2 separate regions of the Mus musculus genome follow, and region 1 is linked to region 2. Evidence: chromatin contacts called from public HiCAR-type data. All regions are on one chromosome and are shown on one strand. Each heading gives the region's core, a stretch centred on a gene start, on an enhancer-like site or on the middle of the called end of the contact. The rest is flanking DNA. Distances are from core to core; before and after follow the strand shown.

The links. HiCAR-type assays count read pairs that join an accessible place to other places.
Region 1: a HiCAR-type map of astrocytes shows a contact between it and region 2, with 5 times the contacts expected there. The contact joins the promoter of Fam13a here to the promoter of Nt5c3 in region 2. A contact is called at or near these places in 2 of 39 promoter capture datasets (hippocampal neurons and liver) and 1 of 115 datasets of contacts at active chromatin or transcription factors (astrocytes).

What each region holds. Positions count from the first base shown.
Region 1 is chr6:59,023,209-59,028,978 of GRCm38.p6, forward strand. Fam13a (family with sequence similarity 13, member A) reads right to left here and starts at 1,294. Exons shown (of 18, transcript NM_153574.2): 1 at 1,104-1,294. The coding sequence starts at 1,132. Gm52905 (a long non-coding RNA gene) reads left to right here. Exons shown (of 2, transcript XR_003956447.1): 2 at 1-1,702.
Region 2 is chr6:56,919,826-56,925,890 of GRCm38.p6, forward strand. It overlaps Nt5c3 (5'-nucleotidase, cytosolic III), which reads right to left and starts at 4,107. Exons shown (of 9, transcript NM_026004.3): 1 at 3,847-4,107. The coding sequence starts at 3,984. It also overlaps a transcript of Vmn1r4 not described here.

The DNA.
Region 1 (5,770 bases), core at 44-2,543, 2.1 Mb after region 2:
TAAGGTACTCTGAACACCACATCAAGTTCCTATTACAGTGGACATGTCAGGACAGCAAAAGAAAAACAACCACACTGGCTCTCACCACAGCCAGCCTGAAGGAATCTCTTTACCAAAAATGATACACTTTTAAAATCATATTTCTGTTGCTAAAGCACAAACAAAATATACATGGGATTGTTTCTTTTCAGTAAATTCATTTCATCTAAGTATTTTCAATAAATTGCCATTACTGTCTGATTTTTGACAATACCATTTTCCATAGAAAACTGTAAATGAAACATATATATGAAGTCAAATGTCACTATCACTAAGTAATTGCAATTCAGATGTAACCATATGATTAGCACAAGTCAGTTTTTAAACTATGAACTGTGACCTTGGGCGGCTCAGACTTTCTGTGGGGACAGGACTCAGTGATTTCTGTAGTGGCTTTAACACACAGCACTCAGCACTCGGGTCTACTTCACCAGCAGTGTGCTTCCTAACAGCCAGGGCTATGTACAGTTAGTTACCTTTATTTATTTCTATAGGACTCAGAGAGACACCCCACCCCCTGCCCCCATCACAGTCCTCAAAAGCAAAGCCAGAACCCTGTGCTCTATCACTCTTACACAGCATTTTTTTTTTCCTTTTTGGTTTTTGTTTTTGTTTTGTTATTTTTTTCCAAGCGTCATTTGGGTAACCAATCTACCTAGAATTATTCAAGGAAAAACATTGTTCTCAACCTTTATTCCGATAACTACAATATACTTGAAGAAAGTCCTTGCCTAGAGAGCAGAGAATCAGATCCATCTATGAGCTCTAACAGCCTGGAGACCCAGGAAGCCCATTCAGTTTGCTTTGCTTCGGTTTGCAGAGGTATTGTCTTAAATACACTTCCCTTAAAAGAAGGTATAGCTGAACCCAATAATCATGAGCAACTACACAAAAGTGTCAGTGAAAGAGAAGTGCGCTATTTAAATGTTTCTATCTGGTCTGAGGAAAGAGCACTGTGCAGAACAGACTGCAAGGTTTGCAGCCTGTTACTAATGATGCCGAGAGCACTGGCCAAGTACGCTGCCCAGAAAATACCAAACAGCATAAGAAGCAGAGAACACTACCTTCGCAGCGGCATGATTTCACAAGCCATCCTCGTGTGCGAATCTGCACGGGATCCCCGAGTGCCTTCCAGTCAAGCCCTGTGTGCAGGACCCGCGGAACACACAACCTGCTGCAGCTGACACTGCCTCTCCACCTCCAGCTGCAGGCAAGGATATTTATCGGCTGCCTCCACATTTACACTGCAGTCCACTTTGACCTTTTGTTCCAGCGAAGCAGCTGAAACCCAGAGCCAATCAGAGGCGGAGCAGTGGAGTGTGAAAGGCTGCTCCTCCTCCTGATCCTCCTCCCGCTTCTCCCGCTCCTCCTTCTGTCCCCACCCCACTTTGCTCTGCTCGCTGCTTAGTGGGCTTGGCAAGCCCCAGCAACCTGAAACTTTCCTCTGAGAGGTTCCAGACAAGTCTGTCAGTCTGTGAAGAGCAACCAATAACTGCAGAGGAGCCCAATCCTGCATGGCTCAAAGTGCAAGAAAAGCCAGCAAGGAAATGCAGTGTCAAGGACAGACAGCGTCCCTTAAGGTCCCGTTTCTTTGAGGCCCAAGTTGGACTGCACCTTGTTTTTTTCTAAAATAAATAAACAAATAAAAACTACCCAAACAGTAGCCAGAGAAAGCTTTTCCAGATTGTTCTAGGCTTTTCCTGACGAAATACCTGAACCCTTGCCCTACCCACAGTTTCTTCCCCAGATACTTATTTACACTAGGTTGTGAGCAGTTCCTGGTGACATCACTCAAGGGGAAGAGGACAAGGTGCCCTAACTGGATTCAGGTCTTCAGGAGATCAAAACATCTACTGGTGTGGCCCTTCTGTTTGTTGTTTTTACATTCTACCCAAAATGTCAACTGCACTTGGAAGAGATTTGTTTCTTATTATATATTCTTATATTTTACAAAACCAATTTTTCCAATAAGATTTTCTAAGTGCTTGTAAATGATCTTTTATTATTTTGTATCTCACATATGTGTGTGTGTGTGTGTGTGTGTGTGTGTGTGTGTTTGCCTGCATCTGCATGGCATGTGTGACTGTTGCCTAAGGGGGCCAGAAGAGGGCATTGAATCCTCTGGAACTAGAGTTACAGATGGCTAAGTGGCCATGCTGGGAACCAAACCTGGGTCCTCCAGAAGAGCAGCCAGTTCTCCAGCCCCTGTAATTTCTTCAGGGCCACTCACTATTTCTAGGGAAGTAATTGTAGTTCACAGGCTTCATACAATGCAAGAAACACATCTTGTACAATTTATTTCATATTATGCAAATTTAATAAGTTCTAACACAGCCTACTTTCGCATTAACCTGATACAAGCTAGAGTTACATAGAAGGAAAGAATCTCAATTGAGAATAGCTTTTAAGACCTTTTTCTTAATTAGTAACTGGACGGGGAGGGCCATTGTGGATGGTGCCACCCTGGGCTGGTGGTCCTGTGTTCTATAACAAATCGAGGTAAGCATGTCACGATGAGCAGGCCAGTAAGCAGCATTGGTCCACAGGTTCTGCATCAGCTCCTGCTTCTAGGTTCCTGCCCTCTTGGAGTTCCTGTCCTGGCTTTTTTAAATCATGAATTTAATGTGCAAGTGTGAGCCAAATAGTGTGTGAGGGCGCGCATGAGCGTGCGCGCGCACACACACACACACACACACACACACACACACACATTTGCTTTCTGGTCATGATGTTTTCATTGCAGTAATAGAAACCCTAACTAAGACATATTGCAAATTAAAATTACCTGTGCTTATAGAAAACATTTACATTTTAGTAAGAGTTTTGATAGTTTATTAAAATAACCTTGGCATGAAGGAATACCTTCTGCAAATAAAAGGCAGAGACACCCACACACAAACACACACACATACAGAGAGAGAGAGTCAAAAATCCTTACGTGTTCACCTTGTAACTATGAACTTTGATCTTAGATTAGAGAGGACATACATTTCCCCCATTTTAACTAGGATAGATTAGTGTAAAGCCTATGACTAGAAAAGCCATTTTCTTTTCCTCTAGTCATACCTTGAAATCTATTAAGGGTTTCTGGTGGGACTAATAAAAAGCATGCCTGATTCTTTTCATTCTCAAAGGCTTAGAGGACTAATCATTTTGCTGCTGTTGTTGTTGTTATTTTATAGTTTCATTGTCAAGAAAAGTGACCTACCCTAGCTGTGTTTTGGTTTTGAATGCATGTATGTAGGTAAACAGAAGCACCAGATGCCCAGCAAAACATTCTTAAAGCTACATCTACAGCCACCCCTAGACATCAGCTAAGGAATCCCAGTCAGAACTATAACACTAGAGTCACTGGTTGAAGATTTCTAGGCAGAACACCCTCTCTGTTCTCTCCACAGATGAGCATCTCATTAGCTGCCTTTACTATTCACATCTCTATGTCACGACATAAGTAACAGCATCCCGTGTTGGAAATAATTTACCCTAAGGACACAATGACTTGACCCTTGAGCTGTGTTGTTTTCTTCTTTTCCTTGTCACAGAGTCAGGGGCCAGTGTGACCCAGGCAGGGGTTTGGGAAGACATTGAGATAAACATGCTTGAATCTGAAATGGGAGCTCCAAGTCCTTTCTTCTAGGCAAGCTTCTCAGTGAGTTTAACCAGCACAGGATACTGTGCCAATGTGGCATACATACAAAAGGCATTTTCTGCTCTGTGAAACTGAACTTACTTGTTATATTGGACAGAAAATTTGCTGCTGGATCTTACCACAATTTGGTTGGAGCAAATGTACCTGTACTCCTTATCAACCTGCATAGAAGTTGTCCAAATGAATCATATCTGCTGGGTCACTCTTTGGGAACAGGAATTGACAAGCCTCAGAAGGTGATGACTTCAGCTGTTGTTTTCTTTTTAATGCATCTCTCCTACTGTAACTGAGAGGCAAAAGCAACAGCAAGAGTACCCATGTAACAGTGCCATGGGGCTAAAACGAGACCAGATAAGTATAAAGCAATGCAATTTTGGGGTATGGGAATGGAGAACATTCTATATCAGAGGAAAATGAACCTAGACATGCCAGGCAAAGAAAGCAAGCACTAAAGCACAGCAGAGCCTACATTGCCATTATCCATTCTCCTATGTCTCCAGGCAGGCCAATCCAGCAATAGCTGAATTCCCACTAACAGTAGACTGTCTAGAACCTGGCAATTTATCCCTTGAATTTCTGTTGGGTTCTGTGCTTTACTGATATTCTACCCTAGACCACCAAATGAAGTGAAAATTTCTGGTTTCTTTGGATAAGCAGTTATGTCATGCGATGTCTTCCTGGAAGCTGTCTTTTGAGTATGGTTTGCTGAGGCAGACACTTGAGAGGACGCACAGTGTTTGAGTATAAGTAGAACCTGACAGACAGTGCATTGGTTCACCTTTCAATGTTTCTCAGGTCTTCATTGATGATGCTCTTGTATTGGTACTCTTTGCAATGCTTTGCTGGTCTTTGCTGATCTTTACTTGTTGTGACTTTGTAGAGAATGACACACCAAAGAACTGCTCAAGGCATTTTGGCTGATTTTTGCTGCTTTTGTGGACTTCTGTGCCAATTTTGTGGCAGTTCGAGATTTCTTCTGGATAAAGTCACTGTTACTGATTTGTGTTTGGTGTTTGGTGGTTGAACTGGACTGTCACTATTGACTCATGTTTGAAATTGTCCCAAAGAGCTACTTCTAGATCGGTCCACAAGCCCCTTTGCCCTACTAACCATCTCTCTCCCCTATCTTTTGTTGGTAGGCTAGAAGGGAAGTTGAAACATTTAAGAATCTTAAATAAAATAGGCTTAGAAAAATCTAAGCCTATAAGGGAAGATTTCAGAGATAGATCCTTTTGTAGGAAGCCAGTGCTAGAGGCTTGCGACTGGAAACACTCTTAGATCTCTTCTAGAAACCAGCAAATATAACATGTAAAATAACGTATTACAACTAAAACAAAACAAAACAAAACATAAAAAAATAAAATAAATCACCTGGGAGATCTGATCCTTAGTCTAATATGAAAAGACGTGCAGTGATCTCCAGAGGGCTCAGTGAGATCAGAAAGTTTTATAGGTTATGCCATGTGGTTACATTAACCGAGATGGCAGTGATGTCACCAGCATTGCCCTCTTTATGATTAATTAGCAGGATGCTGACCAAATCATATAGTTGCTTGCATCCTAATGAGGTCACCAGCAAGGAAGGTGATAAACCTGATAAACCCTATGGTTGCTTTCTGGTCATGGTGAGCCCATCTCATTATTATGGACAGTTACATCCTTTTCTTTAAAAAAAAAAAGACACTTTCATTCTGTTAACAAGGATATAGAAAGAGACAGTAGCCATCCCCCCTCAAACAAAAACAAAGAAACAAAGAAACACCCCCCCCCCCAATAACATAAAAAAACTCGAGGAAAAATATTCCATGGTCACAGCTGCAGGGAACACATTCTACATGTAGCTAGAGTGAATTTGAGGCTCTCAGATAGCATCTAGAGAGATGGAGAGAGGTTTATCCATCATCCAATTTTAGTTCAAAACATCAGTGAGTTTGTCTCTCAGGGTGGCTAAAGGGACAAGAGAAAGATGGGGGTGGGGGGAAGCTAGAGCTTTGGAAAATGCAAGGATTTGTCTGTAACTTCCCCAACCTGCTTAAAATGTCCCTCTTTTGGTGTCTGGATTGGATTTCACCATAAGCAGAG
Region 2 (6,065 bases), core at 2,857-5,356:
AAGTTGGTGTTGTCTCCCCACCACACACGTGCTCTGGATATCAAATCCAGGTTGGCAGGCCTCACACCTGGCACCTCTACTCACTGGGATATCTTGCTGACCTTTCATTTGATTTTTAAGAATCAGGTAACCTCCCTCTGCCTAAAACAAAACAAAACAAAACAAAACAAAAACCTCAACCCACCACTACCACCACTGAAAAACCTCAACCCCTTTTAGATCACTAGTAGTACAGTTCTAAAGAGAGGCTTTAGGCAGGATGTGACACATGAGCTGTGATCTGTACAACCTCTGTGCCAGGTAATACTGCACACACTAAGTCCTAGCTAACTGAGAAGATAGGGTTGGAGGGTCAGTTCAGTCCAGGGGGCTGAGCCTGGTATAAGCAATAGAACAAGATCCTGTTGCAAACCAAAACAATCCAAACACGGAGTCTAGCCTTGCTCACTCTTGACACAGCATGTCCTGGGCAGCCAGGATTTTATTTTCAGCTGGAAAACATTTATGAACTCAATGAGAATGTGGAAAAGACATAGACCCAATCAACAGAGCTCTCTGGTCAGATGGGATCAATATTAGCAACAGATAAAGTAGTACTGAACTATGACTCCAAATAAATATCTATGAGCCCGTACTGATATGTAAATAAGGGAGGATAGACAAGCTTCCAGAACAGAATAATCCCAAACAGTTCTTGTAGTCACTTTAACCACAAGCACTGAACTGTAACTCCGTACTGTAAAGGCAAACTTCTTCCGCTAACTTCATTCCAAAGGGCACAGGATGGAGGAGGAGACAGAAAATAACTGACCGTGGAGAATGCTGACAAATATTCTTCAAGCAGAGCTTACAAATTAGAGGTTAGGATGACAGCGTGCACCCTTGCTGTGTGATGAAAGTAACACTTCACACTAGTCATCCTCCGAGAAACTCTAGACGATCGTGAGAAAAGCTCCTGATAAACGCAACCAAGGCCATTCTACAAAATACCAAAACTTCAAACAAGTGAAGTTTGAGAACATGCCCAGTGAAGACAAGATAAGGAGGCTGGGGTGTGAGTCTCGGGTAGAACACTTGTGAAGAGGCCCTGGGTTTAATCTCTGGACCAGAGTGGGGTAAGATAAGGAGCTGCACAGTACTCAGAAGTACTGTGAAGGCCACAACAAGGAGCCAGGATGACTAAGTGTGTTGTGATACCCAAGAGAAACTCCTGGGACATAAGTAAACGTGAAGGAAATCTGAAAAGGGTGGCAGTGCATTTAATAATGTATCAATACAAATGAGTCACACAAGATATTAATGACAAGGGAAACTGGTGTGTGATATATGAGAGCACTCGTTCATACTACGGTAAATCCATATTGTTCTAAAATAAAACTCTTAGAGAAAGGGTTTGATTATGACAAATTAATCAGTAATCTTAAGAGACTGTAGATGCGATAAAGAGAAATCTGGAGCTGATTGTGGTGGCACATGGCTGCCATCCTAACACAGGAAGGATGGCGAATTCAAGGCATGGACACAGGATTCAGAAAGATGTAGCTATTCCTGGATACTTTGTGGGCTCTTCTCTTTTTCACCCTTCTCCATCCTTTTTCTTCTACCCTTACTCCCTAACATCAGATAAGAGAGAAAAAAAGGATAGAGAGGAAAGGAAAGAGATCCCAGAATGAAGTCAGGGGCCAGAAGGGGGACAAGTTATCCTTAGACTGCATCCTGTTGATTAGGGGTGTTGAGTTCCTAGGGGCAAGTTTGATCTTCACCATCAGGATATCTAATTTCTTCTTCTCGCCAAATATTTAACAAACAGCGACCCACAGCAACCAACAGCCAATCAACAACAACCTAACAACAACCCACCCTGCCTCTCTGGGCCTTCACATTTATATACCCTCTGAAAAGTCCCCAGAATTCCAGAAGTCACTCCATCACAGAAACAATCTGCAGCTGAAAAAAGCGCACCCCTACTAGAGCCTGCGGCAAACCACAGTCAGCTGCCGTGGACACTCTGAACCAGACCCATAGCTCACACTTGGGTTTACAATGAAAACATATTTTTATAGTATTTCTATGTTTTTTAAAGAAGCCAGAACTCCAGATTTCTCACTACAGAAAGACCTTGCCTTAAAAGGGGATGGGCTAGGAGGGCACTGACGAAGCAGGTATGGTTGTCTAGCAGGTGTAAAGCCCTGGGGTCTATACCAGTATAGACCATGTGTGTAAGTACGGGTAGACGTTAAAACAGATTCAGGGAGTACACACCAGGATAATTAAATTGTAAAGTGCCAGCCAACTTCACTAAATGGCTTGTCTTATCTCTCTGAATACTTCTAGTGTACCTTTTGATTGGTTTTCTCTGGGAATCTAGTTTGCCACATTACTGGACATTTCCACTATGGCATGCATAGCTCACTAGCAAATCCCTAATGCCTTTCAATTAAAAATGTCCTGATGGCCAGGGTAACTCAGGAATGTAATCTTGCACTGAGATGGCTGAGGCAAGAGAAACACCATCACCCAGAACGCAACTGGTGTCATTTTTTCCTAGCCTACCTTGGTTAGGTAGTTATATACCATCTGTGATCAGAACAGCAATGTTCAGTGGGTATCCTTGGGTTTGTACACATTCTATGAAGGAAGAGGGTGGAGACAGGTACAGAGGACTCCCCAAACATGACTTATAAAGAGAGAGAACAAGGGCCGGAATATATATTTCAGGTCATCCAAATATTTCTCCCATCTAAAGGAACAATCAGCTAAAACTATAAAAGTAAAAATATTAAACTCTTTTACATCTTCTACTGAAAAACTATTAGGGGGTCTGACGCATAGTTTAAAACAATGCATATAAAGACTGACTTGTACAGTACAAACAAAAAATATTTGGCATTATTGGTCCCTTAGTACTTTATACAATGAAAGTAAAACTCTTCCTTAAGATTTCGTGGAAAAATCAGCCCACTGTTTAAGTACATAGAGAAAGACAGCGAAATCAGCTTTTTCCCACTGATGGAAAATTATAAAATTTGAGTATGGAACAAAATAAAGCCATGTAAATTCGCTAGACAGGGAGGGAGGCAAAACTTCTCACACAAAATGTTTGCAACCAGAGGTATATAAAGAAAATAACCCAGGAATAAAGGAATTCACTTAAAATATTAGTTTCAATAGAAATAGTTTCTCAACTTTATATTTTAGTTCTGGATGCTCACTTGTACTCCAGTAAGTAAGTCACACTCACCATGCATGCTCAAGTCAGATGGAACAACAGTAACATCAAAACAACCCTAAATGAAACAGACATTCTGGGATCAACAAATCGCCTTAAAACAAACCTCAAATGGAATTCTTGAGACAAACAATTTAAACGAGACTGCAATTAACTCTTAAAAGTACATTTCTAGGATTTAGGAAAGAGTTTTGGGGGACTGACACATGAATACTTCTTGGAACATAAAACAAGGAAGAACATTCAAATAATCGAGCTGTTTCAATATTGGCATTTCTAAAAAAACACTGAAAATGCTCTTTTCATAACGTAAGCCAAGGCAGCCCCGATGATGTAAAACAAACAAACAAACCAACCAACCAACCAACCAACCAACCGACTCCTGGACAAGAGACTATCGGATTAGCTGCACGTCTTGGAGGCGGTTGCCAACTGGAGATTAGCTCTGGAGAAACGGGTTTTGCAGCAAGAGGTAGTTATCTCCGAGCATCTATTCTCTCCACTCTTTGAAACAAACGCTGTCAAGCATCAGCACGCGTGCAGGCTGCCCTCGCAGGGCCGCGGCCGGCCCACGCCACTTGGGCTGCTCGCGCGCGAGCCGATGCTCCCGCACTCACCATTTCGATGATCTTGGTCTTGCGGCCCGTTTTTCTCTTCAAGGTGAATATGTACTGGGCCAGCACCACGCCTGCTACCACCGCGCACACACTGGCGCTCGCCACCGCGCCCACTCGCGCCACGGCCGCGCGGTCCATTGACAGGCCCGCGTGCTCTCGGCGCGGAAGCCCGGGATCCGCGGGTACGAGCCCAGGGGCGCGGCCGCAAGCCGCACACTTCCCCGGAGCCCCGCCCCGCGCGGGGGAAACCGAGGAGGCCCCGCCCAGAAGAGGTGAGGGGCGGGGACGACGGGGCGGAGACTAAGAGGTCCGCGTCCGGAATCCCGCCCTTATAGTGGGGGCGGGACTTCCTCTGACCCTGACTTCAGGAAACGCCGCAAGGACCCGGAAGGAAACAACTGTAATTAGCTACTAAATGCAAGTAGTGCATCTGTAACCCAGAATCCTGGTGACCCGGATGCTATGCTGTGCCTATAGTCCACAGTAAGATCGCACCAGAAACATCGAGAAAACAAAGTCTTGCCCCAGTGTGAGAAAATTCACCCGCCACCCACTCAGAAACTGTGCCTCGTCCTAGCCTTCATGGACTACGACACCCAGCAGGCTCAGCGGCGCTGCGTCTGACCTGCGCAGTAGCATCCTGGGTTGGAAGGCCTAGATATAGTCGTTTTTGGGAGATCTGTCAGCTGTTGGGCTTTTCAGTCACAGTCTACCTACAACTTTAGCTTACTTTCCTTAGGAGCGTGTGCAGAGAAACTTAACGTTGTTCTCTCTTGCTTAGTATATTTCAAGGGATTCATGTAGTTTACTCTGCTTCTCGCTGAGTGGGTGGGGTGTGATGAGGTGCAAGAGAGAATCTCAGGAGAGTCGCCCCCGATTCTGTGAGGTTTGGGCTGCTGCTTGGCGAGACTGTCTCTCTCTGCCTGATATATGCAACCGAAGGAAGTTAAGAATGAAAAGCCGTGGGAGAGAAAGAATTATTTTTCTGTTTTAGGTTTTTATTAGCTGGTCTAAAGCAAATTGACATAGACATTATCTTGAGTAGAACAATTCATTGTGCAAACAGAAGTTCCACAGAAATATGAGACTCAAGCTGGTCATGATGGAGCATGCTTCTGATTCCTGCATGTAGGATCCTCAGGCAGGAGGATTGCTCGGAGTACAGTGGCTGATTAACCAGGGCCATGGGTCAAAGCCTTAACGAAATGGCCAAAAATTGAGGCTGAAATATACCACCTAAATTACTGAAAGGAATATGTATTATATTTGACATTCTTGAGCAAGTTGGAGTCTGCAGGAGGGGAAATGTATGGTGACTAAAGGTTGCCTTGTGCAGATGAAAATCTTTCCAGGGGATAAAGGTGTGAGCTCAGCGATAGGGTGCCTATTACCAACCCTCAAGTTCAACAATTCTGTTTGGAGAAGCTCTTGACCTGATACATTTACTAATGACAATCTCAACAATCTCTGTCTCTGTCTCTCTCTGTTTCTGTCTCTCTCTCTCTGTTTAAATGTGTATTTCTTCTACACTAGAGATGTTTAAAATTATAAGGAATTTGTATTAATTTTCTGTGGCTGTGATAAAACACCATGACCAAGACCCCTTATAGAAGAAAGAAAGAATTTACAAGAATCCATAATGGTGGGGTCAGCATGGCAGCAGGTGGCAGCAGGCTGCTGGCATGGTAACAGAGGTACATCTTTCATCTCAACTATAAGCACAAAGTACAGAGAGCAAACGAAGTGGGACAGTCTTCAAACCCTTAAAGCAAAGCTCCAGAGACATGCTTCCTCGAAGAAGGCTGCACCTCTAAAGCTCCTGAAACAGCACCACCAACTGGAGATCATATGCTCAAATGTATGAGCCTAGGGGGGGCATTCTCACACAAACGACTATCGAATTTAAGGGAAATTCTTCAAAGAGCTTTCCCTGCTTTGAATAGTTCTCAGCATCTTTCAGATCAAAATAATTGTTGTACCAAAGTAGCCTGTTTCCCTATGGCATAGTCTGATCTCCTTTAATCATACTTTGAGGTGATATGGCTTGATTGTCATCATAATTAAAGCTAAGGATTGTTTTTCTCTGTGTCATATGTTCTCTGTCCTATCCCTGGGGCCCTTGCAAAGCACTCTAAAAATGTACCTATATATCTATATCTATAGCTTTCCTATGGGGTTGCCCTCCTCTTCAGCTTCTTCTAGCCTTTCTCTAATTCAAC